Linked DNA regions of Mus musculus: regions 2, 3, 4, 5, 6 and 7 are each linked to region 1. The links are chromatin contacts, called in public HiChIP or PLAC-seq and promoter capture Hi-C maps. All regions are on one chromosome and are shown on one strand. Each heading gives the region's core, a stretch centred on a gene start, on an enhancer-like site or on the middle of the called end of the contact. The rest is flanking DNA. Distances are from core to core; before and after follow the strand shown. Region 1 holds the start of Amd1 (S-adenosylmethionine decarboxylase 1). Region 2 holds the start of Foxo3 (forkhead box O3). Region 3 holds the start of Cep57l1 (centrosomal protein 57-like 1). Region 4 holds the start of Ccdc162 (coiled-coil domain containing 162). Region 5 holds the start of Cd164 (CD164 antigen). Region 6 holds the start of Mical1 (microtubule associated monooxygenase, calponin and LIM domain containing 1). Region 7 holds the start of Zbtb24 (zinc finger and BTB domain containing 24).

What was found. Promoter capture Hi-C pulls out the DNA fragments that hold promoters and counts their contacts. HiChIP or PLAC-seq counts read pairs in DNA pulled down with a chosen protein or histone mark. Capture Hi-C pulls out chosen DNA fragments and counts their contacts.
Region 2: a promoter capture Hi-C map of adipose tissue shows a contact between it and region 1, with 5 times the contacts expected there. The contact joins the promoter of Foxo3 here to the promoter of Amd1 in region 1. A contact is called at or near these places in 1 of 39 promoter capture datasets (liver), 1 of 484 Hi-C or Micro-C datasets (myocytes), 1 of 115 datasets of contacts at active chromatin or transcription factors (thymic regulatory T cells) and 1 of 9 other capture datasets (adipose tissue).
Region 3: a contact with region 1 is called in a promoter capture Hi-C map of liver, with 4 times the contacts expected there. The contact joins the promoter of Cep57l1 here to the promoter of Amd1 in region 1. A contact is called at or near these places in 4 of 39 promoter capture datasets (hippocampal neurons, liver and pre-B cells) and 1 of 9 other capture datasets (liver).
Region 4: an H3K27ac HiChIP or PLAC-seq map of embryonic stem cells shows a contact between it and region 1, with 10 times the contacts expected there. The contact joins the promoter of Ccdc162 here to the promoter of Amd1 in region 1. A contact is called at or near these places in 1 of 39 promoter capture datasets (hippocampal neurons) and 1 of 115 datasets of contacts at active chromatin or transcription factors (embryonic stem cells).
Region 5: a contact with region 1 is called in a promoter capture Hi-C map of liver, with 3 times the contacts expected there. The contact joins the promoter of Cd164 here to the promoter of Amd1 in region 1. A contact is called at or near these places in 4 of 39 promoter capture datasets (the C10 cell line, hippocampal neurons, liver and 1 more) and 1 of 115 datasets of contacts at active chromatin or transcription factors (the NIH/3T3 cell line).
Region 6: a contact with region 1 is called in a promoter capture Hi-C map of embryonic stem cells, with 2.3 times the contacts expected there. The contact joins the promoter of Mical1 here to the promoter of Amd1 in region 1. A contact is called at or near these places in 3 of 39 promoter capture datasets (cranial neural crest, embryonic stem cells and hippocampal neurons) and 2 of 115 datasets of contacts at active chromatin or transcription factors (both in embryonic stem cells).
Region 7: a promoter capture Hi-C map of liver shows a contact between it and region 1, with 4 times the contacts expected there. The contact joins the promoter of Zbtb24 here to the promoter of Amd1 in region 1. A contact is called at or near these places in 7 of 39 promoter capture datasets (the C10 cell line, cranial neural crest, hippocampal neurons and 3 more), 1 of 484 Hi-C or Micro-C datasets (B cells), 3 of 115 datasets of contacts at active chromatin or transcription factors (astrocytes and embryonic stem cells) and 1 of 9 other capture datasets (adipose tissue).

What each region holds. Positions count from the first base shown.
Region 1 is chr10:40,300,417-40,303,976 of GRCm38.p6, reverse strand. It overlaps Amd1 (S-adenosylmethionine decarboxylase 1), which reads left to right and starts at 1,789. Exons shown (of 8, transcript NM_009665.5): 1 at 1,789-2,228. The coding sequence starts at 2,119.
Region 2 is chr10:42,274,742-42,278,301 of GRCm38.p6, reverse strand. It overlaps Foxo3 (forkhead box O3), which reads left to right and starts at 1,607. Exons shown (of 4, transcript NM_001376967.1): 1 at 1,607-1,776; 2 at 2,757-3,486. The coding sequence starts at 2,869. It overlaps Gm38485 (a long non-coding RNA gene), which reads left to right and starts at 3,493. Exons shown (of 2, transcript XR_380269.1): 1 at 3,493-3,560.
Region 3 is chr10:41,807,974-41,811,533 of GRCm38.p6, reverse strand. It overlaps Cep57l1 (centrosomal protein 57-like 1), which reads left to right and starts at 1,666. Exons shown (of 11, transcript NM_001243074.1): 1 at 1,666-1,746; 2 at 1,871-1,961. The coding sequence starts at 1,887. Sesn1 (sestrin 1) reads right to left here and starts at 960. Exons shown (of 10, transcript NM_001162908.1): 1 at 234-960. The coding sequence starts at 512.
Region 4 is chr10:41,714,741-41,718,300 of GRCm38.p6, reverse strand. It overlaps Ccdc162 (coiled-coil domain containing 162), which reads left to right and starts at 1,838. Exons shown (of 48, transcript NM_001358562.1): 1 at 1,838-1,897.
Region 5 is chr10:41,517,543-41,521,102 of GRCm38.p6, reverse strand. Cd164 (CD164 antigen) reads right to left here and starts at 1,603. Exons shown (of 6, transcript NM_016898.2): 1 at 1,403-1,603. The coding sequence starts at 1,568.
Region 6 is chr10:41,474,759-41,478,318 of GRCm38.p6, reverse strand. It overlaps Mical1 (microtubule associated monooxygenase, calponin and LIM domain containing 1), which reads right to left and starts at 2,005. Exons shown (of 24, transcript NM_138315.2): 1 at 1,779-2,005; 2 at 5-309. The coding sequence starts at 262. Gm51797 (a long non-coding RNA gene) reads left to right here and starts at 279. Exons shown (of 2, transcript XR_003948996.1): 1 at 279-645.
Region 7 is chr10:41,448,594-41,452,153 of GRCm38.p6, reverse strand. Zbtb24 (zinc finger and BTB domain containing 24) reads right to left here and starts at 1,796. Exons shown (of 7, transcript NM_153398.3): 1 at 1,624-1,796; 2 at 86-1,065. The coding sequence starts at 1,034.

The sequences.
Region 1 (3,560 bases), core at 540-3,039:
TTAACTTAAATTAGGTTGGGAAAAAGCATAATAGTAATTGAAAAAGCAACTAATTATAAATAATTACAAGCCAAATTATATTTATACCACAATTAATGTTTGAGGTGGTTTGCAGGCAGTCTTCTTTTCAATAAGCAACCATCAAATAATTGAATAGCTTGTAAAACACGGAAATATTCCTTTAATCTTTATTCCAAGTATAACCGCATCCTCCTTGAATTACTATTATAATAGACTAAGTAGCATTTATTAAATTTTGTCCTTATCCCTAGTTTGAGTTGGATGCTTTTAAAAACATGGCAAAAGCAATATACGTATCTACCTCATCACACGGGTTCTTTCTCAACAAATTTCATAGAGACATGTGAATCCATGCTCTTGTAAGACAAGAGCTCGTCTTCAGGGTATGTATGAATCAAATTTCAACAGTTGCAGTGGATTTCTCTAGGGATAATAGGAGACGGTCCCTTTGTCTTGTGACTATAATCATTTTTAATTTTATGAGCTTGGTGACTTTCCCCCAGTGTTTCCAAGTAACTAATAACTTTGTTAACATCTTTTGCTTCTTAAGATTAAAAAAAAAAAAAGAAAGAAAGAAAGTGGCCTTGTCCCAGCTCCCTCCCCCAGGCTGGTGTGAGTGTGCAAGTATGTGTGCAGAGCTTGTGTTTCATACTGCAAATATAAATAAAGGAAGATAGCAGAAGAAAAAAAAAACAAAACAAAATCCTACTTGGATTTGACCCCTAATTTATACTTTAGATTATCATTAGTGAAAACTCTTTGCTACCCATTTACATTATTATTATATACTCGCGAAGATCCTTTTTAGGCATTTAGGCAATTTTAGGCAAATTTGTAAATTTGCGTGGTACTGGTGGTTGTGAGGAATACTTTCAATTAGTTCACCCCTTTAAGAATAGCCTAAGAAAAATATCAAATAACCTCGTATTATACTTAATAAAGCTAGTTCCTAGGAAGTTTTGCAAACTAAATATCCACCAGTTGACCTAATGGAGTACGGGTTGATAGGTGTCTGCTGGAAGGCGGCCAACTCCTAAGCTAGGCTAGGCACACGGTGGGGGGTAGATAGCGCCGGAGCCCTCCAAGGCTGGGCGCCACGTTGCTTTTCTCTTTTCTCTTTTGAAATAGGAAGACGACGCTTCTGGCTATTGTGTAAACCCGTGGAGAACTGCCTTCATTCCCACATCAGATAAAGCACAAGCAGAATTAAAGCGCATTCCAATCCGACCCCGGGCCACACGTACGTCACTGACAATTTTATTGCCTAGGCTGCGTTCGTCTCGTGGAAACACGTGAAAAAATGGTTTAAAAAAATTTTTTTTAAAAAGCCAAAAACCACCTCGGCTTGAAACGAGAAACCGCACAGGATCAAAGCACTACGCCAACCCAGCAGTGGCCACCGCCCCCGCCGAGCCCCGCGACACCCCTCCAGACTCCCTCCTGTTTTCTGCTAACCAGCTGTGTGCAGCGTGGGACAGCCTCGCCTGTCTCCCGCTCTCCCCACCAGCTCCACAAGTAATCCCAGATTCCCAAGTCCCCAGCCGGACAACAGAGCGGTCTCCCGCTCAAGGGACAGCGGCAGCTCCATCTGCAACCAAGCTGGTAGTCCCCTGCACTCCCCGTGGGCCCACCGCCAGCCAGCCGGCGTTCGGCGACGTTTGACTGACACGAAGCGGTCCCTATGAGGCCCTGAGGGCGGGGCGATGGCGTCACTTCCTGGCCTGTCGGGGAGGATGCTTATATAAGGTCTGCGCTCACGCAGAACCCTCGCTTACACAGTATGGCCGGCGACATTAGCTAGCGCTCGCTCAACTCTCCTAACGGGAAAGCAGCGGACTACAAGAGACTGAACTGTATCTGCCTCTATTTCCAACAGACTCACGTTCAACTTTCGCTCACGAAAATAGCCGGGAAAATTTTATTAGTCCTTTTTTTAAAAAAAAGTTAATATAAAATTATAGCAAAAAAAAAAAAAAAAGGAACCTGAACTTTAGTAACACAGCTGGAACAATCCGCAGCGGCGGCAGGAGCGGCGGGAGAAGAGATTTAATTTAGTTGATTTTCTGTGGTTGTTGGTTGTTCGCTAGTCTCACGGTGATGGAAGCTGCACATTTTTTCGAAGGGACGGAGAAACTGCTGGAGGTCTGGTTTTCCAGACAGCAGTCCGACGCAAGCCAGGGATCTGGGGATCTTCGTACCATCCCAAGGTGGGTGCCTGGGCCTGAGGGCGGCTCGCCGCCGACTGCGAGGCACGAGTCGCGGCCTCAGGTGGGGCCAGGTCGGCGGGCGGGAACTGGCTTCTCCCGCCGCCGTTGCGGGGCCGCCTGCGCCGCCTGGGGGAGGGGAGGAGGCCGGCGCGGCCGCGTGCTCAGGTAACGTCCCCGGCGGACGGCGGGGCTGGGCTGACGGGCTCCGGCGGGGGGCACGCGGCCCTCCGGCAGGTGTGGCTGGGTGAGGGGCGGGCGGAGCACGAGCTGGGTGGGCCTGGGCCGCGGGGCGACCAGCAGGCCTCCCGCCGCGGGGTAGGCGGCCGCGCGTGGCGCTCGCTCGGGCGGCGGGATTGGGCGGGAGCGGCCGTGTCGCAGTGCCGGGCCCCGCCGACGCCCGGACGTGCCCTGCAGCAGAGCGGGGCGCCTCGGGACCCTCCGCGGGCTTTGCCCGGGAGGCTCCTGACCTTGGGCTGTGTAACCTGTTACGGAGGCGAAGTCCGGGAGAGCGCAGCGGGGTGCTGGAGGGTTTGCCTGCTTCCCGGGGTACAAGCCTGTCAGCCCGAAGATCTATTTTACTTAATGCCTTAAGCTGGAGCAAAGGAGACCTGCGGGCCCCCTGCTCACACCCGACACGGGAGGTGGTGCGGAGAGTTGCTAGTGACCTCGCTGGGAGAGTCGAGCATTGAAGCGCGGATGACACTGAGGATGCATGGACCCGGCGGCGGTGACACCAGCCTCCCGCTTTGGTGGCCGGTACCCGGGCTCCGCCGTGCTCCGAAGCGCACTAATGGGACTAGAGTGGCGGAGGAACCGGCGTGGTCCGGTTCATTGAGAGGCGGACCAATGAGCTCCTGGGCCCCTCCGGAGCCTGGCCCCAGGGTGTGGACCAATGGGCGTTTTAGGAATGTTGGCTGCGCGGTGCAACCGTCCTCTGACAAAAAGCGAGAAGAGAATCCCAGCGGCCACGTGCTGCCGAGACTTTAAGGCACACTGGGAAACGCAGTTCCTACTAGTTGCTGCAGACGTTTCCATTGTAGGGAAAAAAATGTACCCGAAGTGCTAAGGTCTCAGTTTTCGATCCTCATGTGAAGTGTGTGCCATTTTCAGTTACAAACCCTTGACGTTTTCTCATAGTAAGCATAGAGAAGCTTACCTCTTTTACAGATATGGAAAGCTGATTGTGATAGGCGTCTCGGAAAGCTGGTGCTTCCAGGATTATTTCCTAGAAAATCTTGGTACGACCTGAAAGAGGGGTACGCAAGGAAATTACAAAAAACATTTCTTGTTGATAAAGAGAAGATTTTCGTTCTCAACTTAGTTGGAAGTACC
Region 2 (3,560 bases), core at 358-2,857, 2.0 Mb before region 1:
TAACACACACGTGTGCTGGTAAACAAGCGCGCCAGCCGCCGGGGCTGCGCGTCCCGGGCGAGCCCGTGCAACGCGCCCCCTCCTCCCGCACGTGCCGCCGGGCTCCGCCCACGGGCTTTGCGCAACCAGGCTCCGCCCCTCCCGTCTCGCCAGGGCCCTGGGGTCCTAGAGCCCGCCGTGCTAGCAAGCTGGCCTCGCCGAGGTTCTCAAAGTTTCTCGCCCTGATAGAGCGTGCGGCTCAGATCCGCTCCCTACCTCCTTTCCCTCCTCCCTGCACAGTCCTCCTCTAGTCCTCCCGCTGTCTGCGCGGCGAAGGCTGCCACTCAGCGCGCCTTCGCTCTCCCTCCCCTCTGTCCTTGCAATTTTACTCGATTGTTTATTATTTGCTGGGGGCGGGGGCGAAGAGGAGCGAGAGGCGTCTGGAGCCCAGAGACTGGCGGCGGCGGCCAGTCAGCGCTCGGCGTGGCTTGACGAGGAAGCCGCGCAGCGAATGGCGATGCGGCGCAGGGCTCCGGGGTCACGCGCGTGTAGAGACAATGACATCATCTGTTTGTACGCGTCGAACTAGCTTGGTGCAGGGGCGGGGGCCTCACGTCACTTGAGTGACGGATCACGCGTAAAGCCTGGAGGCCGGAGTTCCGGGGTGGGCGGCCTCTGCAGGCTCTTTTAGGCTGGCTCTTTTGGGGTATTGGGTTGTTGCGGAGCCCAGACTTTAGCTGCAGAGACCGAGAGGGTTTTGTTTGGAAAGATACGTATGAACCAGAATGCATGGTAGACTTTTGGTATGCATGTCGCGTGTGGCGCAGAAAAGCACACAGTACGGCCGGGAGGCACGGATCGTGGGATAAGGGATTGTGAAGGTGCGATCTGAAGTCTATAGACTTAGAAAAGTCAAGCACGTAATCAGCTGCTTTAGCATAAGAAAACTGTTGCCCGCTTCCAGTTAGCTATCTTCTGCTCCTGCGTTCAGGACTGGGGCGCACTGCACTTTTCTTCCTGAGTTGCACTTTTCCCACTTAGCCTTAAAATCCGTGAAAAGCGAAGCACGACTGTCGCCGGGTGTCCCAGGTGAGGGTCCAGTGACACACCTTTCGGCGCGATCTTCGCCGGCCAGTGTTTCCACGCCCAGGTAACCCTTGTCACCTGCGGCTGCCGGCTTAACCCGGGTGTTCCCTGGTGTCAGGTTCTAATAAGGAACCCGATACTGGGGCGGGCTCCGACCCCACGCACCCACGGGCAGGCCACGGGCCCACGAGCCAAACGCAGGGCCCAAGGCTGAGAGCGCGGGGCGGCGCGCAGTGGTGTGTTGTCTGACCTGGCCTCCCGTCCCGGGCCAGCGTGGCCGCTGAGGTCCCCAGGAGAGCGCGGGACCCCAACCGGGAGGGCTGCGGAGCCGGCCGAGTCCCGACCCGCGCGCGCCCGCCCCCATTCCCGCAGCCCCGCGCAGGCGCGAGGGCGCACACACGCGCACTCCCACACGCACGCACAGCAGCCCTCCCGGCCCCCGCCCCAGCCCTCCCCCTGGGCGGGGACCCGCCCCGCCGTCATCCTAGGTTGAGGCTCCCTGTGAGTGGCTATAACTTTGTGCTGCTGCCGCGGCCGCCCTGCTCGTGGAAGGGAGGAGGAGGAATGTGGAAGGCGGCGGCGCAGCACAGGCTGACAGGCGGTTCCTCCGGCGGGCTGCGGCGGCGGCCCGAGAGTCCCCTCGTCGCGGTGCCCTGGGCTCGCGCGGAATCGTACGCCCTCCCGCCTCGTTCCTGAAGGGAAGGAGCCGAGGTAGGCGCCGGAGCTTTGCAACGGGGCGGCCGCCTTTCCAGTGACTCCGGATCTGTTTCCGAGCTGGGCCAGGCGCTTCCCTTTCCCTCCCCGTGACTCGGTGTGCTCCCCCCCTTCTCTCCCGCTAGTGTCTTTAAAGGACTTGAGGGAAGGGGGAACTGTCAAGATGGCAGCAGCGGGAGCAAGGAGGTGATGAACGGTGCTGGTCCGGGTTTTCATGCAGTCCGAGAGATTTGGCGCTTCCCGACCTGTTGGAAGATTTATGTTCCCACTTGCTTCCTCCTTCCCGTTTCTGACCTGGAAGGGGGCGGAGGGCCCCACGTCCCCAAGAAAATACATCTCAGATCTTCTTAGTCCTGCGGGGTCGGCCCTCTCTCTCTCTCTCTCTTGTTGGAAGTGATCTTGGCAGGTCTGCACCCAGACCCCCACGCTCTCCCTGCTGGTCCGCGGGCGGAGAGGAAAAGACGGGAGTTGCCCGCGCCAGCCCTAGGGGGCCTCTCGCCTGGGAGGGGTGGGGGGGATCGCAGGGCTGGGGAGCGGGAGAAGAGCCCAGGACTCTGCTGACTTGCCCTGCGCCTCCGCGGGAGGCACTTGAGCGAGCCAGAGCCAAACATAAACAAACGCACGCACGCACGCTCGCCCTCCGACCACTGCGGAGCTGTTGGGGTCCGGAGGCCGCCCACACTTAATGGCGCGGCCACCCCTCCCCCGGGACGCCCCTCCCCCCTCCGCCCCGCCATCTAGTCCGGGAGAGACCTGCGGTTCTGGCGACGGCAGCGGGGGAGGGGGCTGCCCCGCGCGGGGCCGTCGATTCGCTCGCGTCTCCCGGGCGGCCAGGCCAGGGGGCGGCGTCTGCTGCGCCAGGTTCGCGGGACGCACGTCCCCAGGTCTATCCGTTCTAGGTGGCGGCCGCGGGCGAGGAGTCTCCGCGGACTAGGCTCCAACACAGGATAACCAACTCTCTCTTCGCGCTTCCCTAGGTAGCTGGAGCTCGAACCTTCGCGGTGCCCCGTTCCTCCCCCGCCGCACCCAGCCTGGGCTCGAGAGGAGAGAGCAAGAGCCCAAGCCGCGGGCGGCGGGCAGGCGGCGAAGATGGCAGAGGCACCAGCCTCCCCGGTCCCGCTCTCTCCGCTCGAAGTGGAGCTGGACCCAGAGTTCGAGCCACAGAGTCGGCCACGCTCCTGTACGTGGCCCCTGCAGAGGCCGGAGCTGCAGGCGAGCCCGGCCAAGCCCTCGGGGGAGACGGCCGCAGACTCCATGATCCCCGAGGAGGACGACGATGAAGACGACGAGGACGGCGGCGGCCGAGCCAGCTCGGCCATGGTGATCGGTGGCGGCGTGAGCAGCACGCTGGGTTCCGGGCTGCTCCTCGAGGATTCGGCCATGCTGCTGGCTCCAGGAGGGCAGGACCTCGGGTCGGGGCCAGCGTCCGCCGCAGGCGCTCTGAGTGGGGGCACGCCGACGCAGCTGCAGCCTCAGCAGCCACTGCCACAGCCGCAGCCGGGGGCGGCTGGGGGCTCTGGGCAACCAAGGAAATGCTCCTCGCGGCGGAATGCCTGGGGGAACCTGTCCTATGCCGACCTGATCACCCGCGCCATCGAGAGCTCCCCGGACAAACGGCTCACTTTGTCCCAGATCTACGAGTGGATGGTGCGCTGTGTGCCCTACTTCAAGGATAAGGGCGACAGCAACAGCTCTGCGGGCTGGAAGGTGCGTGCCTATCAGGGGCTGGTGGTCGGACCTGCCAGGCCTTCGCAGCGCCAAGCGCGTATCGAAGCGGTCGG
Region 3 (3,560 bases), core at 417-2,916, 1.5 Mb before region 1:
TTCTACCCAAAAACACCATAAAAACAATTCCTGTTCATCTATTTTTGAAAACCGTTTTTAGTTTAGCCTGTTCCATTTGGGCCCAACATTGAACGTTTTACAGAACCCTCTAATGCCTAGTGATGTCATTATTAACAGCTAACCAGTTAGACTACCCCCATGGAAGCAAAAGCGACGGGAATAACTAAGTCAAATCACATCGGCTAGTTAAGTCACTCTAAAACTGCTCTTACCTCGACGCTCTTCAGAATGAGCCCGCTTCTCTCTCGCACATCTTTAAAGGGACATCTCTTAGAGAGCATAAGCAGATGAGCAAGAAGTTTATTCATCCCATCCAAAGAAACCGCGTTTGAAAGTCCGTCTGAAGGTCGGGAAAGTGTCTCTTTCGCTGAACGAAGGTATTCGGTTTTTCTCAAAACGATCTGCCTAATGTTTTCCAGTGCTGTCTCTCTAGTAGTCGTGTCTCTGCTGCACAGTCCCTCCCATCTCGCTTCATTCTCTCCTTCAGCCATGACAATCAAGAGCTTTTTCTTTTTCAGCGTTTAGTCAGTTACCTTTCAGCATTCCCCCAAAGCAGCCCGTCGTTTGTTTGTTTTTTAAACAAAAAACAAAAACAACGAGAAACGCTAAGAATAAAGTCAGAGAAATCCAGCCGTCGTGAAAGCAGGCGTCTGGATGGCACTGGGAATCACACGTGCTTTTTAAAGTTGATGCTTTCAAATCGATCCACAAGGCGGATCACCCAGGCACCCTCTCCTACACGAGGGCAGTCTTCTGACAGAGATTGAAAAGAACAAACTTGGAAAGTTGCAATCTCACAGAGCTGGTTAGCTGGACACAGAGTCCCGGGGAAGTGTTCTCTGTGTCGCAGGGTCAGCGGATATCCTCACGTTGTGGAGCTGTCAAATCCGTGCTTGGTCCCAAAAGGCTGGTAAACAGTAGAAGGTTCTCCAGCCATTCGATTTTTTGTCTGTGCAGCGGCTGGTTCTCGACCGTTCCCACCCCGCCCTCCTCCGACACCAGTCTCCGCCCCCCTCGGCTCCTCCTAGCGCCGCGGCAGGGCAGCGGGCGGGTGCTGGCGGGGTAGGCGGTAGACCCTGGCCCTTAGCTGCTGGGGCCCGAGGCTCCGGTGCTCCGGGGGAGCAGTGTCCGCCAATCACAGTGTCAGCGGCGACTAAGGGCGGCGTCCCCAACCCTGCCGGTTCTTGTCCCCCGGGGTACGCCGATGCTCCTCTTACTCCTCTGTCCTCGCCCACCTCCGCCAAGCCAGAGGGCACCCCGCAATCCAGCAGTCATCGAGCCCAGGGCTGCACGGCTGAAGCAAAGGGCCCCAGGCACAGAGCCCGCCCCTTCGCCCAGCCCCGTCGGTGGGGATCGGCCCAGAGGGCGGGAGCAGGGAGGGGAGACGGGGTCCTCACCCCCAGCCCCTCCCCTGTCCCCGCCCGGGACCGCCGGGAGCCGCCCCTGCCCCATGCCTGCCTCTCCGCCCAGGCACACGCGACCCGCAAAGACAGCCATTGGAAGCAGCCCCGCCCTCGGGCAGAGTACCTCCGGACCCCGAGTCCAGCGCGCCACTGACTAAGACCGGCTGCTGCGCATGCGCGACGCCGGCCAGGGCGCATGCGCTTTCCGCGGTGTTGTCCTTTCTCGACGTTTGGAGGCGCTGGTTTGAAGAAGGGGAAAGAAAAGTAAGGAGTACAGATGCCCGGAGATGTTTATCGAACAAGAAAAGCCGAACAAATAAAGGTGCTCTATAGTATTCCAAGTAGAAATGGGATAGAATTATGAGTGACAGCCAAGCAGGCAGGGCTTTGCGTTGGCTTTTGGGAAATGTAGTTGTAATGCTAACTACGCGCTCTGTTTGCGACAGAAACTACAATTCCCAGATGCCACCGCGACACTTGTCTTTGCCCGCGAACCAACGGTTCTGGAGGCCGTGGTTAACTGGGAGCGTCCATCTGGTAAGCGTGGTAGGCTTGGTTGTGACCCGTTCAGTGAAAAAAAATTTTTTTTTTCCCCTCGGAAACTCTGGTGCCGACGCCATCTGGGATTGCTTCCTTTCCGTCGTGGCTTGCCGGGAGAGAAATAGTGCAGGTGCTCAACACCTTTGGTTGGGTGACTGAGGCAAGGATTTGGGGATCATTGTTTGGAAGGCCAAGGAGCAGCCTTAAGACAGGCAAACTGGAAAAAAAAAAAAAAGAAAAGAAACAAAAAAGCAAAACAAAAAACCGACGCCGCTGCTTCTGCTGTCCTCTTGCACATAGGCCCGTGCTGAATGGATTAGGAATCCCTAAGCGTTGCCATTGCACCTTTGCCCTTACAGGGATCTGTTTTGTGCTGTCTTTGCTCAGTCAGATAGCATCCGAAGGGGATCTTTGAAAGCAAGTCTCTTGTGTCTGAGACTGAAAAGAACTTCAAATGTCCTTAGGTTTGGAAGGTTCTGTATGAAAAGAAGCCTATAAAAACCTCCTAAATGTGTTATCTTTGAACGATATGGTCATTTCTCTAAAGGTGTTTTTGGAAGGTTTTTAATAGACTGGTAATCGGATTCGATTTTAATCCTTTGTTTTACAAAGTAAACATAGTCATAAAATATTAATCTGGAACTAAAGAGATGGTGCAGTAGTTAAGAATTGTTCTTATACAGTACTTAAGTTCGATTCTCAGCCCCAACTTGGCAGCTCACAGCCATTCATAACTTTAGTTCCAGAGGATCTGATGACTTCTAACCTCAGTAGACACCAGGCATAAACCTGGGGCACAGGCATACATGCAAACAATACACTCATTGAAAAATCCAAAACCATAAAAATTAATGAGGCTTTTAACATGAGAAAAGTGTAACAATAACTTTTATTCTCCTGCTGTAATTGCTGTCTGGAGGCTTACTGCCTCCATCAGCTAATCTAGGCCCAATCCTGCAAGCTTCTAGCTTCTGTAAAGGCCTATAGTGTTTCCAGCTTTTGAGACTTCCTGCTGAATAAGCTCACTCTTTCTAGCTCTTTCTGAATTCTTGCTCTCTGGTTCAACTCAGCTGTTTTGGCCCAAACTCCTCTGACTGATTCAAACTGGCGTCTCTTGCTTCTGACTGAATTGCTCTGCTTGGCTTCAAACTAACTTTAGCAATGTGTTCTACTCTTCTGGCTCCTCCTTATTCTCTGGCTCAGCCTGTCATGTCTAGCTTGTTCTCTCTTCACCCTGTCTCTGTAAAACTCTCCCGGTAACACTGTCTCTTTTCCTCTCTCCCTCTGTCTGCTCCCTCCTATGTTGCCTCTCTCTCCTCTCTCATGAGAGTTGGGTAGATCCTAGTCTACTGAATCTTTTTCTGATTCATCACTTTGTTTCCCTCTCTGTTAGACTTCACTTTCAAACAAAGCTGCTTCCTTCTACAAACTTTGCCTTCATTGTTTGGGATTAAAGGTGTGTACTAAGGGTGTATCTGTGTTCTAACCAGAGTAGCTATGTTGCCGAATTAAAATCCCTCTACAGAAGAGTGAGAAAGATACCCCTCATCTTATTAGAACACTTATGTGGCCAGGCGGTGGTGGCACACGCCTTTA
Region 4 (3,560 bases), core at 589-3,088, 1.4 Mb before region 1:
CACTTCCACATGCTATAGTCATAGGTATGTACAGCCATGCCTGTTTATAAAAAGGACTTTTTTTTTTTTTTTTTTTACATATACATTTGAGACAGGGTCTCAGTAGGTAGCCCTGGCTGGCCTGGACCACATGGAGATCTACCTGCGGAGAGCTGGGATTAGGTTTGGGTCACCATGCCCTGCCTAGGAAAAGCAATTTTAAAGGACAATCTATTTCCCTAGGAAGTATCAAAAGGTGTGCAACATAAACAAAAGGTATGCGCAAGTGTGGACCTTCTGGAAAAAGGAACAAGTGTGACTCATCTTCATGGTGAGAAGCACCAGCTAGGAGCCCCAGCCACGGGTGGTTTGCTACAGGGGATTGTATTTAGAGCTGTTCGTAGCAGAGCGCAAGCCCCCAAACCCCAACCCTCTGGTTTAAGCAGTGGATCTACTGTAAGTGTCAGCCTCCTGGCCTTGGAAATGTCTGCAGTGAATTCTGTCCAAACTCCATCCTGTAATCTCTCCAGTTTCACTTTCCTCCACAGGAATATGAGCTCTGTCATTAAGGTTAGAAAGAAAGGGAAAAATCCCACCAGGGCCTTATCTCAGCCCTGAACACTTAGGAAAGGGTCTACACCTGCTCACTTACTAATAAAATCATTTTTGTGTGAAATAGATGGCTGGCTTTTAACTCAGTGGTAAAGGGTTTGACCTGGGCCAGACTCCCAGCTCAGGATAAAAACAAGGAAAATATATTGGGAAAACAAATTACCATACAAAAAGTGTAACCACTTATAACTATTTGAATGTTTCAAATAAGAATTGAGAATTGTCTCATAAAAGTATAAGATAGTTTGAAAAAAAAAACCACTTAAGATTTCAGAGTGAATATGAATAGACTTGGTTCAAAATCAGTCTTGTCTGCACAAGCCAAGAATTCCACAGAGCCTTGGGTTTCCCTGTAACATGAGGGTTCTACTAATCCTGCCTCACTAGGTTTCTGTGGGGGAGTACAGTGCCCAGCCAAGGGTCAGCAGTTAGGGAAAATTGTAAACCAGGGGTTCTCAGCCTTCCTAATGCCGTGGCCCCTTAGTTAAGTTCCTCATGTTATGGAGCCCCCAACCATAAAATGATTTCATTGCTACCTCATAACTAATTTTGCTACTGTTACAAATCATAATATAAATATCTCTGATATGCAGGATACCTGTTATGCAAACCCCGTGGAAGGGTCGCAGGAGGGGGTCGAGATCCACGGGTTGAGAATTACTGCAAAATGCTTTTGTTTATGTGCAGGGTGGAAAAAGTAAAAGATGAGTTCACATGGGCTAAAGCCAAAACTGTAGAAATCTCGGTAACTGAGTTGGAGTGTTCTAATTTGCTTACTTTCTTTGTGGAAATTGAAATTGCTTTTGCTTGTTTCGGATCCTAGGTTCCTAAAGGGAGAAAGACTATGGTGGAACCCTGTGGTGCAGAAACAACATGATCACACACAAGTTACTGCTGGAGTCTGTTTTGGTTGTTAGGGTGACATTTAGTTACTAGGAACCTGTGAAGAATGGTTTTGTCACTCCACAGTTACTAACGCAAACAAATCTGCCTCCACAGTTACCTGCTTGCCAAAGCCGCTGACTCTGGGTGGGCGGAGCCAAAGCTGTCTGTCCTGGGGGGGGGGGGGGGGGCGTTCTCTGGGCAGCTTCGGAGTTGCTGGGCAACTTCCTTGCTGGAACAGGAAGATTTCATTAATCTTTTCACTTCACTGAAAAAGAATTGTTTGGGTTCTCTTTAATTAGAAATTAGAAAGAGAGAGGGAGGGAGAGAGGAGGGGGCAGGGGAATCGGACCATTCTTGCCAAGGCAAGCCTCAACTTCCACGAAACTGTGAAGCCAGAGCAGTCCTGTGTTTGGAGCAGCAGGTATTGTGAGTCTTCTAATACTGGAGGGAGTTGGGCTCTAGAATTAACTGTACTGGAGCAGGTCACTGGCAGGGTGGTCATTTCTGCTTTGTTAGAGCTGGACTGGAGGGAAGTCAGCTTTGGGTGATGTAAGGTTGACGTGAGAGACACGCTACAGTAGACTATTCAGGATGGTGGCTTGAAAAACCCTGTGGGGTACCAGGGTAGGGACGGAACACCGCGGGCCTCATGCGTGCCTTGAATTCACGATCCTCCTGCCTCACCAAGTTTGTGCCACCATAGCCAGTTGATAAAGTAGTATTTTTAAGCCATAGCAAACTAAGATTAAACACAAGTTTGATTTTTTTCACAATGATTTATTATTTGTGGTTATGTGGATGTGGATGCCGTGTGTGTGTGTGAGTGCCCATGGAGGTCAGCGTATCAGATCTGGAGCTGAGGCAGTTCATGGGAGTGTCCCGGAGAGCTGCCCAAGCTCCTTACCCACTGAGCCATCTCACCAAAGACGCATGGGCGGGCAGATGCACGGCTGGAGTTATTGATGTGCCGTGAAGAACACCTGTTAGTGACTTCCTGAAGCGCTAGTGAGCGCTAACTGAAGCTGAGTCACTGAGCATTTCATAGATGTGACATATGGGTTAATGCCAGCTGGACCCTAGTCCTCTCCAAAAGAGCATCCAAGATGAAAGCTCTTCTTGGGCACCGCTGCATCTTTCTGTTAAAATGAGCTGAGGACGAATAAGAAACAATCACTTGCCCGAGAATGACTTACCGTGTAAATCAGTTAGCCCGACCAGTGCCCCCGAGGGTTGCTTGGATCCTGCCTGCTCGTCTCCAGGGAGCATTCCTCTTCCGGTGTCCTATCATACTTGATCAAGTGAGGAGAATTAGATGGAATCATTTCAGAGTAGTGGTTACGAAGCCTCTGATCTCCAGACACCCAACCTGGTGCCCTTTCAACTTACGACCCAGACTGTTGACCTGATCACGGACGGTCCTACGTTGTCACAGAGCTGCCTCAGAGCGTAAGAACAATAGAACAGCTTTCTTCTCTGCTGCTTTCTGCTAAAGTGGTTAAGTAGGCATTTACAAACCTCTCGGCATAGATAGTAATCATCACCGGGTGGGTGTGCAAACTGAGCACTCGAATTGCCTGTGACATTTAGTGTTTCTTGTATCAAACAGGAATTCGGTGAGTCTGTGTAAATAAGGAGACGACACCCAATAAGCCTGTGAAGGAAAGGGAAATCTAATTCCGTGGAAAGAAACTTTAGGCCACACACACATTGTTTCTCTAGGCTGTCCCCAAACTGGGAGTCCTCCTGCCTCCACTTCTGTAGTACTGGTACTGCAGGTGTGCACCACCACAGTGGGTTGAGGTGCAAATCTTGACCATTCTCTTCCGAGGCGTCTGTGGATTTGGCTTGTTGAGCTTTTCTTTGGTCTTCTGGCCTGTTTACTCTGCTGCCTCCCAGATCTAGTCTAGCTGTCTCTGCTAGGTGTTTTCTGTACCCAGCACACTTTTGTGTGGGGTTCCTTTGTTGAAACATCTCCTGGAGCACAAGCTAGCCTTGAGTTCACTGGTTATTTTTGTCTTCACATAGGCTGAGAGGTCTGAGCGCAAGTTTCTCTTTCTGCTCATCCTGTGGCATCCGGCACAGTG
Region 5 (3,560 bases), core at 354-2,853, 1.2 Mb before region 1:
TACAAAGTGGCAACAAAACAACTGTATGGTTGGGGCTTCGGGAACACTAAACCAAACAATCCAGAAATTAGAATTTAGCAGGCCAGAATGGAGCTAAGTTCCTTTCTTTTCTAGAAACTAGTCGCCTGCACCATTCTCCTTTGCTGAAGCCCTGGATCTCAACACGTATTTACTGCAAACAGGACACGAAGAACCATTCATAAAGTACTCGTTCTTAAGACACGCTGTTCACAACAGTGTAGCCTGATAATGGATGCAGCCTTCGGAATGCTGCAGCTAACCCCGTAATTGCCAGAAAACACAAGTTATCTCCTCTGTGGGCATTTCAATTATACAAGGCAATTAACTTGTATTTCCAGGCTTCTCTTAAAACAATATGAAGAACCCACACATTACAAGTCTGGGAGGAAATTGTCAAGTAGGTAGGAGTCAAACAATATTTTACTTTATCACTTTAACCGTGATAGAGATTCCCAGAACTGTTCTGTAATTTACTTTGTTCATTTAAAAATATCTGTTACCCTAGCATCCTTCTAACAAAAAATCGGGAACTACTTAGTTTTATTCATATTAAAAAAAAAAAAAAAAAAAAAAAACCAAAACCCTAGAGAAGGCACTAGGACAAGTCAATCTTTAGGTTGAGAAGCGCAGTTACTAGATTAAGAGCAATAACCAACTTAAAGCACGTCGTGTTTTCACCTCATTACTTCAAATTTACCTTCTGTCTCATTTGCGTCGTCACGGCCTATGCCAATTTGTACAAGCCTTAACGAACCCTAGAGTTGAACAAAAGGCGTGTTCCTTGATCGGATTTCAGAAAAACGGACAGACTGAATTTCAACCTAACTCCACAGCCTTAAAACACAGGCCCCCGGGAGATCACATCTTGCTCTTTATATGTCCCTAGGTTTCACTTCTCATCATCCGCCACAAGCCTCGTTCTTCCCTTACCACTCAAATCTCAGATACAGCCAACACCGCTCAGCTAAGTCAACGTGAAGTTACAGGAGGCTCGCTGGTGGGAGGGGGCAAAGGGACACCCAACTCATCTCTAAATGTCCCCCACCTATCCCGAACTCCTTCATTAGAAACTTCCGGAGAAGTTTCGAGGGGAGGACAAGAGTCTGTCCCACGAGCCCAAAGTTTGCGCACCCCGCCGACCGCGGGGCGCGTCGCCTCGTCCAATTACTCCTAACTGCCACCGCGGAAGCAAGCCACGTCGCCGTCCCGAGCTGCGGCGCGGAGTTACCAGGCGCTTGGGGGGATGGCGCCTCTGAGGGCAACGCTCGCGGCCTAGCTCGCCTGTCGCCTTCGCCCCCCACCCCGTCGGGCCGCCGTCCTCCGGCCGGGCGGCCATGTTGCGCGAGTCCCCACCGGCTCGGCGCGTGCGGCGGGCGCCCACCTGGTAGCACGGTGGGCATTTGCGTCGTCGGGACCACTTTGGTGGTCGTGGTCGGCACCTCGGTCACGTTGGGAGCCAGGGTGGTGATGTTGGGCTGCGCGGCCGAGACGCAGAGCACGGCGAGGCAGGTGGCGGCCCAGAGCAGTCGGCGGGAGGAGCCCGACATTGTGTCTTCAGCCCAGGCGTCCGGGAGAAAAGCTGCGGCAAAGCAGGCTCCGTCTAGCACTGCGTCCCTGCGGCGCCGCCCCCCGAGAAGCCCGCCCCGCGGGAGCGCGCGCCGGTCACGTGAGCAGCCCGGCGGGGCGGGGCGGAACGGGCGAGACCACTAGGAAGCCGGCCGGAGGGAGAGAAGCGGCCGCGGAGACCTCTAGGGCAGCAGTCCGTGCGTCGCAAGCCGTCCTTCTTGTCCTGGGAGGATCACGCGCGGCACAATGGAGCTTTCCTCACATCTGCACCACGGATGATCTCCCCCCGCCCTGGCAAGGATGGAACTGCCCACGTGACGTAGCGAGGGGCGTCCACCTGCGCCGCCTGGGAGGCGGGCCGCGAGGTGTCACGTGACCCCTCGGTAGCGCGCTGCGGGTAAGAAGCCCGGAGGCTCTGAGACCGCTGAGCTTGAGTTCTGCTGACCGCGCTCGCCTAGGGCTCTGTAGGAGCCGCCTTTTCTTCCGTGAAGCTTGATTTATTTTTAAGTGTGAATTTTTGTTTTTGAGAGTTCGGGGACTCAGTAATGACGGAACCACGGGATCCAAGAGTTTGCCGGGCCACTGGTTCAGTGCCCGTAGCTGTGGGTGGGACCGAAAGTGATCTGTCCCGGACGCTTCCTTGTCGTAACCGCCACCGGTGCCCTTGCCTCACCTGCTTCTTCCGAGTCACTCAGAGATCCGCAGTAGGGATCGATCTGTCCCAGCCCCAATCACTGTGGTCAGAGAGGAAGACGGCTAGGGATGAAAAGCCTTCGTGCCTCTTCCTATCCCCACATCACGAGCGACGAAGTATGAGACTTGGGGAAAGTGACCTGACCCTGACACTAGGATAGCATAGTGGCAGAACAGGCATTTTCAGTGCCTGTTGGCGGACTCTGGCTCTCTTTAGTCGTGAGCGCCATCTGATGCCGGGTCTCACAAAATAATCAACGCTTGACATGCTTATAGTAGGTGGTTTTGGTTTTTTTTTTTTTTTTAAATGAGACTTGAAAATGATAGGTAGAGCTAGGAATGTAGTTCATTTGGTAGAACGATTGTCCCTCATGCAAGAGTCCCTGGGTTTTGCACTATGCTGTCTTGATTGTTTAGCGTTTGCCATATTTTATGTTACAATTTTAATGTCATAATTTTAATTATGCATGTGACCCTAATAACAAGAATATCAGATGTTTCGGTGGTGTCTGTTTCGCTGTAGTATGCATTTTAAAAAATGACTCTAAAAGCATTTTTACAACTTTAGCGAAAGATTGAAAGCCCTTATTTCTGCCAGTAATGAATTTAATGTGGTTCCTTTGTGGGTGTACTCTGTAAAATAAATATGAGCCAGTGGGTTGTGACTGACCAAATCAATGGTCTTAGCATTAAGGTGCAGTCAAATAGTCATCATAAGAGCTTTAGAGAAGCTGCTGTTCTCTCAAACGCCTCACATGACACCTAGGCTAAAAGAAGAACTTCTGTTTGGAGATTTTAAAGCAGAGGTTATGTTCCATCTCCTCTTCCTGCTCCCAAATCGATGATCTCATTTGTCCCTAGGATGAACACACTCTGCTGTGGGGACCATTGATTTAACAGCTTGTCACTTGAGTGTTCCAACTATAGTCATCAGATTTCCTTTCGTTTCTATAAGGGGACAATTTCAAGACTAACAAACTGCTGGCTCGGTTTATTTTAATAGCATATACAGTACTAGATCAAGATTTAGTTCCAAAGTCATTTTCACTGCTGTAGAATCAGCTTTATTTTCAGTTTAAAGGAGCCAAATTCCATTTATTGTCTTATTTCTCAACTTTGACGCTATTGTGGCTAGTTGACTCTTCCTGTCTAGTCTCTATAGGTTGTGTAATAACAACCTGGCCTCTATCTAGGAGAGGGTAGAAAACACCCTACACTTCCCTTGTGCCAACACCACCCCCCCTAACATTTTCAGTGTGCCCCAATGGTAAAATCAACAA
Region 6 (3,560 bases), core at 756-3,255, 1.2 Mb before region 1:
CTACCTTGGTGTTGGTACAGGCCTGGCCTTGCTGGTACACAGGCTGGCTCGCTCTCTTGTCCAACTTGGCCCACAGTGACTTGGCACTCCAGTAGTTGAGCTGGGCCTTGATCTTGTGGTACTGGGACAATCCCCCACCAGACTCCACTCCCAGGGCTCTACAGAGCCCCTGAAAGCTACTCAGTACATCCTGGCACAGCTGTGCCTGCACAAAGGTCTCAAAGTGGTCATGTGCTGGGTTGGTGGAGGCGGGTGATGCCATGTAGGGCCCCTGTTGACAGCAGGAGCAGCTGGGAGAAAACCCAGTGTCTGTGGGAAAAAAAAGAGAAGGCAAGATTGGAGGGAGGGAAAAGAAAGGGGGAGGAGCCAGCAGCGCAGGCCGTTGTCACAAGGGAGCTCAGGGTCCACCTCTGATTGGTTCTGCTTCCAGTCCACTCCCAGGCCATGATCCACACCCCCGACCCCTTCTGAGACAGCAGCTATCTCTTATAAAGTGAAATTCGCCAAATTTAGAAATGAAAACACAGTAGTCCTGGGCACAAGGATGCTAAGGGAGCCTCCTGTCGACCAGTGTCATGGCAGCTTTCATATGCGATCTCCGAGGCCCAGGGGACAAGAAATTGTAGTGGGCGTTCCCTAGGACCTGTAAGTAGGACACGGGGGAGTTTCTCAGCGGGCTGCCAGGGGTGGGGTGGGGGCGGAGGTTTCCCTTCTTGTAGACAGCAGGAACTAACACCCCAGTTCAACTGCGGCTGCCTCACAGACACACACCCATTTCTTCCTAAGTCTCTGTTCGCCAGCGCCCTTTGGCGAACTTAGTGCCACGCTGGTTGTAGGATGTGCCTCTCCCCAAAGGCAAAGTTCTTTTCCACGTGCTTGCCTCCTGACAAGGGGCAACACTGCCTGTGTAGATTCCACTTCTCAGCCACCCAAACTACCCTCACAAATAGCCTGAGAATGTTGTGACTGTTGTCTGCATGACAGACCTTCTGACTCACTGTGGTCAAAACACTTCCCCTGAGAAGAGATTGCGTCGCTGCTCCAACGGGCTGTGGGAAGGAGTGGGGTTAGCAACCCCTTCCGCAGACCCTCACATCTAATCGACCCCTAGCCTCACTCCCACGGCGTTCCTCTGTGCTCTCCCAGGAATCTCTGGAGACAAGGCCTCTCTTTGTACCCCTTTCCTTCCCTCCAGCCCACACGCAGCTTAAGGGCTCTTGGAGGGCTTTCTCACGCTGCCACCGGAAGAGATGAAGAGTATGGGGGGATGGGTTGCTCTCGGTGGGAGAGGCAACTAGGTGGTGGGGTGGGGGGGTTGTGGGCCGATCTATCATCCCCCAGCAGCCCCTTCATTGCCCGCGTAGTAGGAGGAGGCAAAGGTTGCCCTAGGGGGTCACTAGGACAAGAGTGGATAGATCTTCAGAAAGGACAGGAGTCCCTCTTGGAAGTGGGAGACTGGGGGTTGGAGCGACCTCTGCTAAAGGAAATAAAAGAGGTACCCAGACTGGAAACAAGCACAAAGGATGTGCCATTGGTGGAGCGTCTAAAGGGATGGAGAGCTGGACCTTGAGCAGCGGGGGTGAGAGCTCCCAATACTCTAGACAGCAAAATCTGCACAAAGGCGCTCATCTGGGTAGGGCCGGCAAGAGGACCCGCCAAACCAGCCAGGCGTGGCTCCCTACCCCATTTCCCCGGAAGCGCTCCCCACCCCCTTCCTTATCCTCACCCCCAGCCCAGCGAGCAGGAGGACGCACAGCAGGCATCGCTGGATTACTTACCAGCGTTTCTGGGGCTGGAAGAGCCGCTTCCTGTCGGAAGGGTGTCCCAGGCCTAGGGGCAGAGGAAGGGGTGGCGCAGGGAAAGCAAGAGATGCCTGGTGGCAGAAACCGGGGAGTTCCAAAGAGTTTGGACCGCAGCGCCAGCGCAGAGCACAGAGGAAGACTTACTCCGAACCTCCGTACTCCGCAGTCCTCCTCTGGGGACAGCCTGGGTCCCGCCCACGCCTGCCGGGTGGTGCTGTAGGGCGTGGTTCTGCCTACACCAGGGGCTGCTGGGGGCCTCCAAACGGTCTGGCCAGGCAGGGACAGGGAGAGCAGAGACTTGAGTGACCGTGCCTGAGTCCGCCCCGGTGGTACCCACGCTGTAGGCCACTTCCAAGAGCTGGCCGAGCGGGCGCAGGCCTCCGGCAAGAAGTTTATTGAAGCTGCAAGAACCGAGAGTGGCGCCAGATGTCTGAGCTCTCTTCACCTCTCCCACCGATAAATTCACACCCCTGGCGCCACAGGCGATCCAGTTGCGGGGGTCCATCTCTCCTGGGACAGGTCGGCTGGCTCCCAGGCTCAGGCTAAAGACAAAGCTTAAAGTCCTGGTCCACATCTTTCAACCAGGTACACACACAACCAGGTGTGTGTGTGTGTGTGTGTTTTCAACTAAGAAAAACAGGATGGTAAGGGTATGTGGGAGAGGATAAAACTTCAATGTGCAGAACTAAAGTCAAGACTCAGACAATGCTAGGGAACTTTGGAATCAAATTCTTAGTATTTCCTGTTAAGAAATTGTAGCATGAAAGGAATTGTTCAAAATCAAGCAGCTTTAAAGTTAATAAAACAGCAGTTCTCATTTATTGCATGAGCATTAACAAAACCTATTTTACTGAAATGTCAATGAGGCTTCATGACTGCACATGTTCACCAGCCAGTGGCATGGATGCTATCAGCCCCAGGCCTTTCTGGATCCCAACCTACCACTGTTAAACCACGGGACTGAAATAAGGTTTGACATCATGAGGAAGTAAAATCGCTACCCCAGAAGTGCTTAACCTAGGAAAAAATGGCTACATCTCTCTTCTTGAGGTCCAGGGACCAACAAAAGCCAAGGTCCAGTGGCTATCTTTTTGGGTTTGTGTTTGAATAAATCATTTTGCATTTTGTCCAGATATACTGGGGTACCCAGTAAGTCCTGAGCTCTAAACACACACAGCTGCAGCTGATAAGAAGGCAGAGAGAGAAGCAAGAGGAAATGCCAGCCCTCTGCCAGGAGAGGCCAACAATCCAGCCAGGCCACACACTTTGGAAGCCAGGAAGCCTTTGAGCTGGGCCCACTTGTGTTCCTGAGAGTGACATCATTTTGCTTGGAACAAATTTGCAGAATGTCATACACACCCATACTTAAACACACAGTGTAAAAAATGTTCTAAAAAGCCCAGTAGAGATGGGCTTCCGGCTTTCAGGATCATGCCTCTCCCTTTTATTAGCAGATGGACTACAGCAACTTACTGTGTCTTGTTTACAAAGACCCAGGTTCCCCCAGAGACTTTCAGTTGTAGCCAAACAGGGTTGTGTGGCTCTATGAGCAACAAATTTAAAGGCTGTGAAGGCTGCCTTTTAAAAGGATCACAGAACGAGTTCCTCAGCTCTTAAAAACCTGCTGATTTCCAGCTTTCCTTGCTGCTAGTTAAAGACCCACCTTAGAGCCACAGAGCTTCAGGACTCCAGAAGGTCTGTCTGTCTGTCTGTCTGTCTCTCTGTCAGATTTCTGTACCAGGCCTACTGTGTCTCAAA
Region 7 (3,560 bases), core at 547-3,046, 1.1 Mb before region 1:
TCTACCATGTAGAAACAACACAACCGTCCCAACCACAATTCCAAACTCCCCAACCAATCGCACCACGTCTGGAAATCGAAGTTACCCGTGTGGCGTCTCTGGTGGATTGCTAAGAAGTGACTATATTTAAAGACTCTGTCGCAGTCTTTACACCGGGCCTCGGGACCGCTGGAGCGCTTTTTTCTTCCACATAGCCTCTTGGCAGTACTCTGGTCATCTTCATCTCCAAGAAGCTTGTAGTCTTTGAGCTTGACAGACCTGCGGATTCTCCGCCTGCTGCACCTACTCTGGCTCTCCTGTCCATCCCCAGCCTTGGGGTCAAAGTTCTCGTCCTTTTCAGCAGGCACCTCCTCCACGCTTCCTGGCTCACCAGCAGGCTCTGATTCCTTGTCTTCTGGAGTCTGCTCACTCAGCTTGACACTGTCTTCTTCTTTAAACACAAAGTTTTGTCTATTCTGAACTGAATTGTTCACTCTCAGCTGCAGCTCTCCCTCTGCAGCCAGTTCTGATCTCCCTTCCTGCAAACCATTGGCTTTTCTTGGTCTTCCCCGTTTCCGTTTCAGAGGATCGTTCTTCTTATTGGAAATAACCACCACTGGCGTCCCAGTGCAGTTCAAAGCTGGTGGCTTTGGGGCGCTATGGTTATCCTGGAAGTCTGCGTATGCCTTTACCAGGTCATAGACTTTTAAGAACTGAGCAGTAGCCAGGATCTGCTCTGTCGTTTTCTCACTGGCATGTAGATAACCTGTATAGATAAATTCCAGCAGGATGCCAAAGGTGTCTGCAACCATGCCTTCCAGCATGTAGATAGACTGGCCAATCTCGCCCTCTTCCGCAAACATCATTGAGAAATACTCGCTACTGGCGGCCAGCAAGGCTTTATGGGCTCGGAAATGCACATTCTCCACGATTAAAGTAATATCACAAAGAAAGCCCTTCTTCCTTTGATCCTCCAGACTGGCCAGCACAGTGTCACTGTGAGTGTCTGAGTGTACCATAAGCTGCCCACAAGGCTCCGGGGTTGTGTCTGCCATTTTCTCCAGAAGACTCTGAAGAGGCTTAAATCTGAAATAAAAAATCAATGTTTATTTAGGAAGAAGTATTGCCTAACTAGACTGTTCGTGTTCCAGCTGTCACAACCCAGTTTTTTTTTTTTTTTTTTTTTTTTTTTTACATTATCACCTTCTACACTCTACTTGGAAAGCCAAGCCTTGGGTTCCTCCCCTTGTTGCGGCTACCCTGCTGGATGCCTCTCCAGTACCCACATAACCTCTTACGGTGGGGAATTTCCTCTGGAAATTAGAGAACGGGTTCAAAAGTCTGTACGGCCCTCCGGTCCGTTAACTTTGTAATTAAACTTTCAAAGTGTGGCGGCACAAAGTTGGAGTTGGGGGTGTGCTGCCTCGATGCTACACACGGAATAGCTGTTTCGACTATAGGAACATATATGAGAAATATGGGAACGAACCCACGCAAGGGAGATCTACGGTGAAATAACGCGCGGATTCAGAGGCCCCGCTCTGAGCAGCGGCGCCCGGAGCTCCGTCCCAGGCCTGGGGCCTGAGTCCCGCGGACGTTCCGCGGCCCAAGGCCCCGGGCCGAACCAACCGGCCGCGGACCTACCTGTCAGGGCCGCCCCGCAGGGACTTGCTACGGTCAGCCCACCCGGCTGCCCAGAGGGCACTAACCGGGCCTGTCGCCGGTCCCCGCCCCCGCCACCACTACGCTGTAGCTCCGGACTCCCGGCGTCTGTCAACCCGGAAGCGCGCACAAGGGCCGTAGCATCACGTGACCCCGGAGCCCCGCCCCGAGGGCGGGCTTTGCTGTGGAATCCGGAAAGGGAGGGTCTGGTGCGGAAACCTGCCAATCTGCGGAAATTTACCTCCAGTTACCCCGCTGAGTTTCCTTTAGACCTCAGTAGACACCACATCCGCTGATTAGATGCTGAGCATAAAGACGGCGGTGGCTTCAATCAGCAGATATTTACCTCCTGAATGAATCCTCTTCCTCGCTTTCCTTCCCAAGTTACTCATCCTCAGCTCTGTGTTTATCCATAAAATGGAGGTGTTAACCTACCTGGTACGGTTAGAATGAGCTTAGTAAGTGCTTGGCTTGGCTAAAAAGACCGAAACGACCGCTGTTTTTATTTAGATTTATGGCACTTCTGAGAGACTATTGAGGGTTTCAGTTGTCTCAGGACAGTGTCGCTCCCTCTGAGACCTATGGGTATGGGAGAGTTCTCTAAATAAAAACCTGGGTAGGATCTGCTGTGGCTCTGTGTTCCGGACCAATGCTCCTAAGTCCCGCTCAGATTCGTTCCGGACCTACTCCAACTGTGCCAGCAGCTTCCGCTCAGCGTTTATGCATCGCGTGTACCTAATTATCTCTACTTTGTCCACTTCCAGATTATAAATTTGCCATCTATATTGCCCACAATTTGGAAACTAAAGATGGAATTACCAGCCGGACTCTTTCTTTCTTACTAGTTTTTATTAAAAGTGTAAGACCCCCAAAGCTGGGCCTCCGCTCAAGTCCCGGGATGAGCTGGCCAGCACCCCAGTGTCCCGAGAGAAAACCACACCTGATGCAAACTGCAAGAGGTTTTATTATCAGCTAGCTGAGGACGAAGTGTCTCCCTAAGTGTCTCCGCATTAGAGATCAGGGAAAACAAGCTTGGGGAACGTCTAGGGGCTTTACCTTCCAGGGAGAAACGCTCTAAGTTGGGGTCTCACAAAAGCAGCTCATACCACACAGGTATGAGCTCTGTGGTTTCCCCCTTATCTTTACAGAGTTATCTAGTGCACTCTATCCAGAGCTCCCTCGAAATCGGTCAGATATGTGGGCGTCCGAGTGGGATGCCAGGAGAGCTTTGCTTGACTTCTGCACTCCAGAAGGAACAAGGGTGGTTGTGGGATTGGGGATTTTGTTCAGTGATAGAGCACTGGGTTCTGGATTCTGCCCTCAGCACCGAGAGGAAAATAATAATAATAATGATAATGATAATAATGATAAAAAGACAGAAAGAACAAGGGTCAGTCTTTCAACTTTGCTTTCACATAGGTTTTTGTTTGGTTTTCTGCTGAAAGAATTGCAGTAAAAACAATGCAATAAAAACTCCACAGAGCCAAAACTAGATCAAATTTATCGAATAAGCTGCTATTTAAAGGAGAAACTGGTTATCGGTAAGAGTGTCACTCGGAGCTGGTCACCAGGAACCACTCTGAGGAAGACTGTCAGAAAAGGCTGGTTGGACAAGGCTGAGGTGGCCAAACCAAATGTGAGATGCTCACAGCTAGATGTAGGTTAATATTAGGTGAAGATGTAGGTTAATAAAATGAAAGCCAACAAGATTTAAAATGCTCAAAATATTTATTACTTTGAAATTTGAAGAATTTAAAATGTCAGCTCATAGCAAAAATCTAGAGTGTTGAAGATATTGATGATAATATTATTAGAGCATAGATTATACCCTTTTATGAGTAAGATTGCTAATAGAGGAAATAGTGAAATAAATGGGTTATCCAGAATTTTTCCTCCTTCTTTTCCATATCTAATTTCCA